4 separate regions of the Mus musculus genome follow, and all the other regions are linked to region 1. Evidence: chromatin contacts called from public HiChIP or PLAC-seq and promoter capture Hi-C data. All regions are on one chromosome and are shown on one strand. The core of a region is the stretch at or near the end of the contact, and the rest is flanking DNA. Distances in the headings are between cores, read along the strand shown. Region 1 holds the start of Dynlrb1 (dynein light chain roadblock-type 1). Region 2 holds the start of 2310005A03Rik (RIKEN cDNA 2310005A03 gene). Region 3 overlaps Ncoa6 (nuclear receptor coactivator 6). Region 4 holds the start of a (nonagouti).

Region 1 (2,700 bases), core at 55-2,554:
CTCCCCAAACATCTCAACAGTGATGGCAGCTGCCTGCAGTTGGGAAGGCCTTCCCATCCTAGCTCAATGGTCCTGATGAAGGAAAAGGGGGGCAAAAAAACCCCACCAATGCCTGGACAGGAAAACCTACCAATCCCAGAGCTCCCCCAAATCCCAACCAATTCTCACTCTGGAAATCTCTGCCCTGAGAAGCTCTGCCACCTAAGAAATCCTACTTAAGACTTCTTCTTTGTTTGGTGTCCTGCTGCCCACTTCCCAGAGCAGAGACAGCCACCCCAGGATTCATCCCTCCACACCCTGGATTTGTCCCTGCAATGAGACTCCTGAACTACCCGGCTCAGCTGGGGATACCCTCCCTGCTGTTGAGGAGACTTCCTCTCAGAGTTGTGTGCTTCCTGGCCCCGTGTCTCAGTATGCCCTTCCATGGGACACCTTCTCCCCTCAGAGCTGTGTGGTTCCTGGGCTTCCGTGGAGTGCCCACGAAACCCTTCTTTAGCAGCAGGAACACTTAACAATACATACAAGCAAAACACTACTTATATACATAAAATATTTAACTTTAAAAACAAAAATAGCTTGGGCGTTTTATATCCTAAGCTGCCCTCCAACTTCAAATCCTTTTGCTTTTGCCTTCGCCTTCCCAGAGCTGGAATTGCAAGCGTGCATCCGTTGTAAATAAAATTCTGAGGTTTGGTTTAACGACGGAAAAGGCCTTATAAATTCTGTACACTTGTGAGGGTTGAAAGCACCACCCTGACCCCCGTGGGGTGGACCTCGCCGGTACCTGACCCCAACGCCAAACTGAACCCACAGGCAGCAGTCAAGCCTGCAGAGTTCGAATCCCGGGGATCGCTGCCTTAGGATTCCAAGTGTGAAGATGGCCCTAATGGCCGTACCTACTTCCCAGAGCGGAGGAGGAAAGGCCATGCACGTAAGCGCTTACGCCCAGGGTGCCTGCCATATGCCGGACTTCAGAAAACGTCGCAGCCCGGCCGGGGTCTCCCAACACTGACCAAAAAGCAAAACTGTACTCGAGCCGGAGGGCGGGCCTCCGGGGCGACCCCTCACAGACCAGCTTCCGGTCGCTCCGCCTCGGCTGGGACTAAAGGCCCGCATCCCCGGGTCCCGCGGGGCGACGCCCAACGACCAGAACCCCTACCGGGGGATGGTCACGCCGGGTGGCCGCAGCCCGCTACCGCCGCCTTGGGTGGACACTCACCATCTCGGACGGATCCTGCAGCTCCGAATCGCCAACACTTAGCCGCGTTCCCCGCCCTTCTGAGCCTGCGCACAGTCCTTTGTGGAGACGGACAGATCGAGCAGCCTATCAGGAGCCAGCAGTGATGGGCGGGCTGACGGGAGTCAACGAAGCAAGGACTCAACCCTTTGGGAAAGAAGGAAGCTGCTGTGGAGAATTTCCTCTCCATCGGTGAGGACGAGTTGTCATGTCTTGGCGTGTTTTCAGTATTCAATCCAGGTCCCTGGGCTGAGGCCAACTGTTGCTGAACTAATTCCCTTTGGCCCAGATTGAGGCAGAGAGCAGGAACCTAAATGAGCTGAGGACATGGGCAGCCCCGAGGTTGGGCATCTCATGAACAAGCTCTGGGATGAATTAGTCAAGGCTGTCCTGGGCGTGTAAGATGTGGGGTCGCGAGCTCCACCGCATGCCTGTGTTTCTTGAAAGAAACTTTTTTTTTTTTTTTTTTTTTTTTACTTCTTTGCCCTGCCAGTTTCTCACCTCTTTAGAGGACCAGTTCTCCCAAAGACCTGTCTTGTCCTCTGGTCATTGTGTACTCTTGCAGGCTATGAAAAATATCCGGGTTTCTAGCAGAAAACCTAGCTTAAAACACTGGCATGTAACGAACCTTTGTCGCAGGAAAGTCGCATAGCTTACTTCAATAGCCTCACTGTGTGATTGGCACCTCCACTTTCTTCACGAACGTTTCTTCCCGCAATGGGACTTGCTGACACCAAGCCTGATGATCTGCTTCCAGAGTTTCATGGCAAGTACCTTTTCCTCAGTGAGGTTTGCATTAAGAGTGCAGCAGGCATCACTAAATCAGACCAAGGATAACGGTATCTGTATTGATGTCCTGTGCACCTAGTATGATGGACTAAGGGAACATGACCTCCCTGGCATTTGCCACTAAAATCCAATCTTAAGAAAATTAAACCCATATTGAGGGATATTCTCTAAGGCAATCGTCTTCAACCCTCCTAATACTCTGATTTTTATTTATTTATTTATTTATTTATTTTTGTTTTTCGAGACAGGGTTTCTCTGTATAGCCCTGGCTGTCCTGGACCTCACTTTGTAGACCAGGCTGGCCTCGAACTCAGAAATCCACCTGCCTCTGCCTCCGGAGTGCTGTGATTAAAGGCGTGCGCCACCACGCCCGGCATACTCTGACCTTTTAATTCAGTTCCTCAGGTTGTGGTGACCCCCAACCATACAATGATTTCGTAGCTACTTCATGACTAATTTTGTTACTGTTATGAGTTGTAATATAAATATCTGATATTCAGGATATCTGATATGCTACCCCAAAGGGGTCATGACCCACCCACATGTTGAGAACCACTGCTCCATGGCATTGAACAGCACTCTCTCCAAAAGGATGTACTGGGCTGAGGAGGATCTCAAAGTCAATCAGGTCTGGTTGGCACACAGCTGTAATCTCAGCACCTGGAAGGCTGAAG
Region 2 (2,796 bases), core at 39-2,538, 140 kb after region 1:
GCCTCCCAAGTGCTAGGATTAAAGGTGTGTGCCACCACCACCCGGCGTCTCTGTACTTGTAACACATGGTCTGAATGCCTCTTCTGATGTTGATGCTATTCTGAAAGTGTTGGGAGGTTGTCAGGAGGTTAATCATATCAGGAAACTAAAGCCAGCATTGTGGGAGTGGGTTGATCATCAGAAGCAAGAGCAAGACCAGCCCCCACCAACAGCCCCAGCATACACACACACACACACACACCCTGTTCCTTTTTTTCCATGCATCTGAGTCATGATGCAGCAAGAAGGCCCTCAGCAGAGAGCTCAAGGACTTTGAGCCAATTAAACTTCTTTATACGTGTTATAGCAGCAGAAAATGGACTCAGCCCCTAGCTGTGTGGCTCTTTCCTTGAGCAGCTTGACATGGGAGCTGACTCTCCCCATAGCCAGTGGCTCAAGAGAGCAAGATAGAACTTCTCATGGCTTCTCTGACCTGAGGTTGGGCTCTCACTTCTGCAATCCTTCAGTGGTTACAGAGGCCAGTCGCATTCGTGAGAAGGAACTGCCTACAACAGGGAATAGATACCCTGTGGGAGGAACCCCCCCCCTCCCCCCTCCTCCCCCCTTCCCCAGAAAACTGTCCACGTAAGGGCATAGACACCCTGAGGTAAAGATCACTGAGGGCCATCTCGGAGCCACCAAAGCAATAAACTAATTTATCCAAGGTCACGCCCATAGGAAGTGTTATCCCTGAGCTTTGTGAGTTTGTGTGCAAGTATGTGTGATATGTGAATGCACACACGTCTGGGGATGTGCCTGCTCACACTGGTGTAAGTTGAAGTCACGGCTTGACAATGGGTGTCTTCCTTATTGCTTCCACACCTGATTTTTTGAGACAAGGTCTCTCATTGAAACTGCAGCTGAATGGTTTGACTAGATTGACCTGCTAGAAAGCCCCACCCACAGGATCACCTCTATCTACTCACTCCCACACTGGGACTACAGAAGCTTACTGCCACACCTGGATGTTATGGGTTCTGGAGATTTGAACTCTGGAACGTGTGCTTGTATAGCAAGTATTTTATCTATGGGCTATTTTTCCAGACTCTAGAGGCAGGCTTTGAACTCTGGCAATTACTGCATTACAGACTTGACAGTCAGACAGGCAAGAGTCTGTCCTGGAGACACGCATGCTTCAGATTCCAGGGGTCAGGTGACCAGACACTATCTTATGTGTCAGATGGACACTCGTCAGAGATGTGGACTTGAGTGTGCTCATAAAAGGCTATGCACACATCGCTTCTCGGTGTGGACTCGGCGTGTCAAAGGGAACCCGGATTTTAGCTCCAGCTCTGTGGTTGTTAGTAATATGGGACCTCAGACAGCTTTCGGCCCCTTAGGGATCCTTTGTTTTCTCCCCCATGTGCCAGAATAGTTCAATTCCATGGACTCTGAGGTCCTCTAGCAGGGAGACTGGGGGATTTCATGCATAGAGCTGTTCATGGGGAATGCTCAGGGGGTTCCCTTCCTACATTCCCTGACTCTCTTGAGCCACCCTTTCCAAAGTGCTTTAAGAATTGTCTCTGATTGATGGATACTTAAGTTGTCTTCAAGTGAAGTGGACCCTTCAGGTGTGAGGGGCACCCTTCTTAACACGCACCAGATCAGGCCAGGCGGCTCAGCCCAGCTTCACCCGCAGCTGGCTGGTACCATTGTTTCCCCATAAAGCCGGGCTACTTTCCAATTGCTGATGCCCTCTGGCCAGGGGTGAGGCTCAAAGGACTTAGTTGTGTAGCTTCCTCCCTCCCCTAGGGCAGGCCTGGGTCACCCAACAGGCTGACTCAGCCCCTGCAGAGGAACAAAGACGATAGAGATGGTTAATGGAAAGAATTTGACATTTACTACCGCCCGAAAGAAACTTCAAATAATTACCATGAGGACTATCCCCACACTTATTCTGCAGTCCACTGACATCTTACAAACGTTGGGATGTAGGCACTGTTCTCAATTCCAGTACTTAGGGACCCATATTATTATTTTAAAAGATTTGTTTTTCACATGTGTGTGTGTGTGTTGATGTGGGTGCACTCACTCATGCATGTGTGTGGAGGCCAGAGGTCAAAGTTCAGCGTCATCCTCTGTCCTTCTCCAGCTTATTTTTGGGGAGAAATTGCTCACTGAACCTAGCATGAGATTGGCTGGCAGCTGATTCCCCGGGGATGTGCCCGTCGTTATGCAACTGTGCTGGCATTATTGATGATCATACCATGCTTTGTTGTAAGTACCAGCCCGGGTCCTCAGGCTGACACAGCGAGCGCTTTACCTACTGTGCCACCGCCCCAACCCTAAAAATCCTTTACTTTACAAAGTTTCTCCTCAGTATTAAACCCTGTAGGAATTATGAAGAGGAGGCTCCACCCACTTCTAAGATGATGAAAAGACAGAGCAAAAAGAAGTGCAATTCCATCTCTGCCCAACTGGTGGTACAGTACTCTCCATGCATGTAACTCCTTCAGTCCTTGCCACCATTTCTCAGACCACTGCCAGGAAATCTTCCCCTCACAGATGAAAAAATGTCCATGAGGTGATGCAGTCTGTCCAGGATCACACAGCCAGTCGGTGTCAGAGTCTGTGGAGAAAAAGTGAAATTCCTCTTTTGGTCCCTTTTCCAATCCTTGCTGCAGAGTAACCTGCTCGTACCCGCACATCACACATTGTGCAGGGTCTGGTTTGTATGCATTGGTGCTACAAGTGCCTGTTCTCTTCCTACGCCTTCCAAGGAGGTCATGTTCTGCAACTCGCTTTTCCTACTTAGCC
Region 3 (2,780 bases), core at 261-2,760, 170 kb before region 1:
AGGTTATGAAAGGATCACAGCCAAGCACAATTCCTGCAACCCCATTGACAACCAACAGTGGCCTGATGCCTCCCTCTGTCGCAGTTGTTGGACCTTTACACATACCTCAGAACATAAAATTTTCTTCAGCTCCTGTAACACCTAATGTCCCCTCCAGTAGTCCTGCTCCAAATATACAGACAGGTCGGCCATTGGTCCTTAGCTCACGAGCCACTCCTGTTCAGCTGCCTTCCCCTCCTTGTACATCCTCTCCAGTTGTCGCTCCTAATCCTTCTGTCCAGCAAGTAAAAGAATTAAATCCAGATGAGGCTAGTCCTCAGACGAACACCTCAGCAGACCAGAGCACTCTGCCTCCTTCACAGCCAACCACAGTAGTTTCTCCCCTTTTGACCAATAGTCCAGGCTCCTCTGCCAATCGTCGAAGCCCAGTCTCATCCAGTAAGGGCAAAGGAAAAGTGGACAAAATTGGCCAGATTTTGCTGACCAAGGCTTGTAAGAAAGTTACAGGCTCTCTGGAGAAAGGGGAAGAACAATATGGTGCAGATGGAGAGACTGAAGGCCCAGGGCTAGAGATCACAACTCCTGGGCTAATGGGAACAGAGCAGTGCTCCACAGAGCTGGACAGTAAAACCCCAACACCCTCAGCACCCACTCTACTAAAAATGACCTCTAGCCCCATGGGCCCAAGCTCCACCTCAACAGGACCCATCTTACCTGGCGGTGCTCTTCCCACCAGTGTACGCTCAATAGTAACCACATTGGTACCCTCTGAGCTCATCTCCACAGCGCCAACCACAAAAGGCAATCATGGTGGCGTAACATCTGAGCCACTTGCAGGTGGCCTAGTGGAGGAGAAGGTGGGATCCCATCCAGAGCTTCTACCCAGCATAGGTATGTACTTGAGCTTGGCATCAGCTCCTCATGTCAGGTTTTTGCTGGCCTGTCCCACAAGAGAGAAAGCACAGCCCTTTTCTACTTAAAAGAAGAAAAATGGCAGTTGTAGATTTACTTACTGAAAGTACATTGAAAAATATGCTTTTAAATGCCATGTTCAGTTTATATTCATTAACATGGTTCTTTCCTGGCTTCTGAACTGATTCATGTTTCATTTTCATGTGTATATATGTTCCTCAGTTTTAAAAAGCATTTTCATACATACTATCTCACATCATCTTTATACCAACCATTGATATAGTCTTATTCCTTCCTGTGGGTGAAAAGATTGAAGCTCAGAAATGTCTAATATTTGTTGAGCCTATACTCTTTTATGTCTCTGGCCTGGCATCATCCCTTGAGTGTGAACAACAACTTCTTTATGCCCCTCCCATTGTACTTCTTGCCTTGTTCTCACTGTATGCTAACTCAGGGGCCTTTCTGTTTGGACTGCTCCAGAAAAGCTTACCAGAAAACCAGATTTCATGATAAGCAAAGGAAGATCTGAGTGGGGAAAAGTCAGATAGACTTGCAGTATTTGCCAGCTCAATGGGCTGGGACAAGTCTCACTTCCTCCTTTGTAATGTGGAGACAGTCATAGTCACAAGATTTCAGTGAGGTAATGAATGCTTAGCACATGCTTAGCACAGAACCTAAAATACGGTAATATGGTTTAAGTGTTATTGCCTGTTTCCTTTGGACATGGCCTCTTAGTAAACTGCATTAGTGGACATCTAGTTCAAGTTATTTCTTGTGCACTAGGTCAGTGGTTAGTACTGGAAACAGGTGTCTTTATACCTCCTTTCTCCTGTATGGCTCAAGTAGTGCAGAAGCTCCACATACCTAGAGATAAGTTAGTCATAGCTAGGGGCCTCTGCAGTATCTAAGCCAGCTAATAATACCTCTTTTATTTATGCAGCTAAAATACTTTGAGTGCCTACCAATTAGGAGGAGGAGCAGAAAGGATACCAGCTTCAGGTTATGATCAGAGTTCAAATTTTAGCTCCACTGGTTGCCAGTTACAGTCTGGTGAGTTCCTCGTACTTCACCTGTAAAGTGGAGATTATAATTTTACCACCCAGGATATGTAGGATTCAGTGAGAGAACTTGAATATCAAGTGCCAGCTTACTGCCCCAGACATAGCTCTAGAAAGGTTCCGTCCCTTCTTTCTCCCTCTTACCTAAAGAGATACAAGAAGGGGTGAAGACCTGCAAAGAGTTCAATGTCCCTACGAGAGAGAGACTTTGCTGGGGACGGCTCTGTGTTTCAAGGTTGAATTTTGTTGATGTAGGTGACTATAAGAATTAAAAAGAAAGCTGAGCATGGTGGTGCACACATGCAGCACGTGGGAGAGGAGGTAAGATGGAGAGCAGAGCCACTCTCGGCTACAGACTTGAGTTTGAGGCCAAGCTAAGCTACATGAGACCTTGTGTAAACCAGAAGGAACTGGTGTGGCTTAAGTATGTTCTCTGATGCTTGATATTTCCATTTCTGTTTCCTTCTAGGGAACTTTTTCCTTTAATACTAAGAGAATAATGATGAAATAATTAGAAAATATTTTTATTTGAATCACAATTGATAGTAGAGAAACATAAGTTTTAGGGAGATGAACCAGCAATTAAGCTACTAAGCAGAGAGAAATCTACAAAATTCAGTTTCCATCAAAGGGTAAAACTTACTGTTGTAGTTTATCAAGAATTTTAAGCTATAGTGTTAAGATGGAAGGCATACCCTTGATAGCCCTGGCATACTTAAGCCTTAAGTCTTTACTGTACAGTCCATAAAGTTGTGTTCCAGAGTGTCTCGTGTGTTCTAGTTCTAGGGTCTAAGTCTGTTCTGTCTTTCA
Region 4 (2,700 bases), core at 73-2,572, 220 kb after region 1:
GGGTGTTGTGAACTCCCTAAGTGTGGCCGAAGTCAGTGATCTTCTCAGCAGCTTCCACAACTTTAAAGCAGAAGGAGGGAGGAGGCTTGGATGGCAGATGCAATTTCCTGCTGGAAAGAATCAAGTCAGAACCGAAGAGAGTCGGCTGAGCAAACCTTCAGAATACACACGAGACCTCTGGGGACAGCATGAGCGCCACCAGAGCACTGGATGCTGGGGCTGAGATGCTCTTGGTCCATAAGATCTCCCTCAAACAAAGAAAACCAAGCGTGACATTAATGTGTCCTCCATTCAGCCACCCACGCCTCTCCAAAGCAAACAGTGGAACAAATATCCAACGTCACTGAGACACAGCAGACTCAGCCACAGTTGCAGGCATCACTCAAGCTTCCATCTAATGGACATTTAGTCGAACTGGGTATCAAGTCTAAAAATATTCAACACATATAAAGGCAAAGGCAGGTTGCAATAAATGACATTTGGGTGATTGGCTTTTACTGTAATGAGTACAAAGTGAACTAATTTAATCAGACAGATGGATTCCTAAGTGCTAAATTTTGATCTGTATGAATGGGTTGAACACAGATCCTACAAGCAACTCTGAAGAAAATATAAAGCAGCATTCCAGTGTGACTCTGGGTCAAAGTTGACACCAAGGAGTTCTTCTGAGAATACTATGCTTTTTATGGTTTTACTGCTAGGGAATGGCAAAGCAGGGTAAAGAGAACTGGGGGTTGCAGGGGAGATACTTGGCTAGTCAGCAAAATGTTGCTTACATCCTCAGTGTTAATCTCTTAACAGCTCTGACCTCCATCTGTGAATCAAATAGACCCGTTTAACTTTCCAAGAAACGAGGAAGAACTTCTTTCCACATCTGGAAGCAAAGTTGCCAACTGAATTCCTACGCATCCCACAAAAGAGTAAAGGCCATCTAACCAAGGAAGCTTGCCGCAAGCTGTTGTTTGCTACTTAAAATGTAAGAACAAGAGAACAACTGGTCATTCTATAAACATTATTCCAAATTTCACTCTGTCTCAAGAGCAAGATGCTGATAGATTCACGTTGAAAAGGAGTGAAAAGCAGCAAGCAGGAGAGAAGAGCATATTCCACAGTACAGTTCAAGTTAGGACCAGGGTTTGTGTTATAGCCAGGTCTCCCGCAGCCCAGGCTACCTGAAAGGGAACCATACAGAAGGAGGAGATAGAACCCCAAAGCCAACAAAACCGAGACAACAGGTTCCTCCTACTTACAGCACAAGTGACTCTACTCCGCATCAGCTCCCCTAAGGGAAGCCAGGCCAGAATGTCTTTCCTGTCCTTGAATGGCAGAGGCAAGGAGCATTGCTGTGAGACATTTTTAAAGACCCCCAGAAGTCCCTGGTAGCTGCCTTCCCCATCTTACCCCTTTGCTTTCAGCCCAGTAGGTTCAGACTCGTCCCAGAGGCCACAAGTTTTGTGGTCTGCGCTCCCTATATTTCTCCCGAGTCTTAGGAACTGAAATTGGTGTTGACATGGAGGTTAGGGGAGGATGGAAGAGAAGGGGATGCACTGAGGTTACTCTATAGAAAGAGTTAATGAGGATTTAATTCAGAATTAACCCCAGGGGACACAGAGAAACCTAGGCCTAGTAACTTGACCTGGAAAAACAAATCCCATCAAGGCACGGCTTAATTGAACTTCCCTGGGAGAGTCTGGGTGGGCTAAGGAACAGTTGGTAGAGAAACTAAGCCAACTGGGTAGGCAGATGGCTGAGGCCTGGCCTGCACGATTGGTAGACTCTCTTAGGGAATTACCAATATTGGTCTCATAATTTTCAAATTTCTCAAATTTTCACCACCGGAAGGAGCGGTTCTTGAGCTGACTCTGAAGGATTAGGCTGCGGCTCTCCGCTCTTCTCTGGGTTTTTCCTTGAACAAGCTAAAATTTATAAGGTCACAATTTATGACCCTCTGGATGATGTGAATCCTTTTGTTTGTTTGTTTGTTTGTTTGTTTGTTTGTTTGTTTGTTTGTTGAGACAGTGTCTTATGTAGCTCAGGCTAGACCAAAGGTGGCTTTTACTCCAGATTCTCCTGATCCTGCTTTTATCTCCAATGTGCTGGGATTACAGGCATTAGCACAGGATAGATGTGGACTACAAACATGTATATATGTGTGTGTGTGTGTGTGTGTGTGTGTGTGTGTGTGTGTGTATGTGTGTTTGTATCTGTGACTCTCTCTCTCTCTCTCTCTCTCTCTCTCTCTCTCTCTCTCTCTCTCTCTCTCTCTCTCTCTCTCTCTCAGATCTTTGAGACACTGAACAGGGATCTTGCCAGTTTAGCTAGTCTGACTGGCCAGGCCAGTAAATCCCAGGCATCCTCTTGTTTCTGATTCCCATGGTGCCATGGTAACAGATGTGCACCGGCACAGCCAGCCTCACAGGTGTTGGGAATCTGAACTGGGGTCTTCTTGCTTGGAAAATTGTCTGCTCAACATCCATACCCCCTTTCCAAGACTGTCCTAGGCTGTCCCCAAACTCCCCGTGTCCCCGAGAATGATCTCCTTGAACTCAGCCATGGCTCCCTGTCTTTTCTTTACATTTTTCTGGAAACATTGCATATAGCTATATTGTGTACACACACACACACACACTTTGCTGAAATTTGCTGATTTTCTCTTTGCTGAAAATTTAGTAGAACTTATCAATCTAGATTGATCAGAGT

Evidence for each region. Promoter capture Hi-C pulls out the DNA fragments that hold promoters and counts their contacts. HiChIP or PLAC-seq counts read pairs in DNA pulled down with a chosen protein or histone mark.
Region 2: a contact with region 1 is called in a promoter capture Hi-C map of liver, with 5 times the contacts expected there. The contact joins the promoter of 2310005A03Rik here to the promoter of Dynlrb1 in region 1. A contact is called at or near these places in 14 of 39 promoter capture datasets (the 3T3-L1 cell line, 3T3-L1-derived adipocytes, the C10 cell line and 8 more), 2 of 484 Hi-C or Micro-C datasets (liver and nephron progenitors), 6 of 115 datasets of contacts at active chromatin or transcription factors (bone marrow-derived macrophages, cardiomyocytes, embryonic stem cells and 1 more) and 3 of 9 other capture datasets (adipose tissue, liver and pancreatic islet).
Region 3: a contact with region 1 is called in an H3K27ac HiChIP or PLAC-seq map of microglia, with 6 times the contacts expected there. The contact joins the enhancer-like site here to the promoter of Dynlrb1 in region 1. A contact is called at or near these places in 18 of 39 promoter capture datasets (the C10 cell line, the HPC-7 cell line, HPC-7-derived erythroid cells and 13 more), 1 of 15 datasets of contacts at CTCF or cohesin (large pre-B cells), 14 of 484 Hi-C or Micro-C datasets (the AML12 cell line, B cells, the HPC-5 cell line and 11 more), 16 of 115 datasets of contacts at active chromatin or transcription factors (the NIH/3T3 cell line, the SCID.adh cell line, bone marrow-derived macrophages and 9 more) and 4 of 9 other capture datasets (adipose tissue, embryonic stem cells, liver and 1 more).
Region 4: a contact with region 1 is called in an H3K4me3 HiChIP or PLAC-seq map of embryonic stem cells, with 15 read pairs. The contact joins the promoter of a here to the promoter of Dynlrb1 in region 1. A contact is called at or near these places in 2 of 39 promoter capture datasets (the C10 cell line and embryonic stem cells), 2 of 115 datasets of contacts at active chromatin or transcription factors (both in embryonic stem cells) and 1 of 9 other capture datasets (pancreatic islet).

What each region holds. Positions count from the first base shown.
Region 1 is chr2:155,235,137-155,237,836 of GRCm38.p6, reverse strand. Dynlrb1 (dynein light chain roadblock-type 1) reads right to left here and starts at 1,304. Exons shown (of 4, transcript NM_025947.3): 1 at 1,220-1,304. The coding sequence starts at 1,222. Gm52565 (a long non-coding RNA gene) reads left to right here and starts at 1,334. Exons shown (of 2, transcript XR_003954076.1): 1 at 1,334-1,429.
Region 2 is chr2:155,098,571-155,101,366 of GRCm38.p6, reverse strand. 2310005A03Rik (RIKEN cDNA 2310005A03 gene) reads left to right here and starts at 1,288. Exons shown (of 3, transcript NR_040634.1): 1 at 1,288-1,339; 2 at 2,132-2,256; 3 at 2,360-2,796. Gm45609 (a long non-coding RNA gene) reads right to left here. Exons shown (of 3, transcript XR_001783519.2): 3 at 1,857-2,608.
Region 3 is chr2:155,403,586-155,406,365 of GRCm38.p6, reverse strand. Ncoa6 (nuclear receptor coactivator 6) reads left to right here. Exons shown (of 14, transcript NM_019825.3): 10 at 1-891. Among named protein-coding and RNA genes, the nearest start is that of Trp53inp2, 23 kb to the right of the region's middle. Within about 2 kb of position 1,510, at least 68 of the 459 cell types and tissues checked have an H3K27ac peak or open chromatin away from gene starts, as enhancers often do. A contact at or near this core is called in B cells, the HPC-5 cell line, the HPC-7 cell line and 8 more, where this site is marked.
Region 4 is chr2:155,012,192-155,014,891 of GRCm38.p6, reverse strand. a (nonagouti) reads right to left here and starts at 1,322. Exons shown (of 4, transcript NM_015770.3): 1 at 1,251-1,322.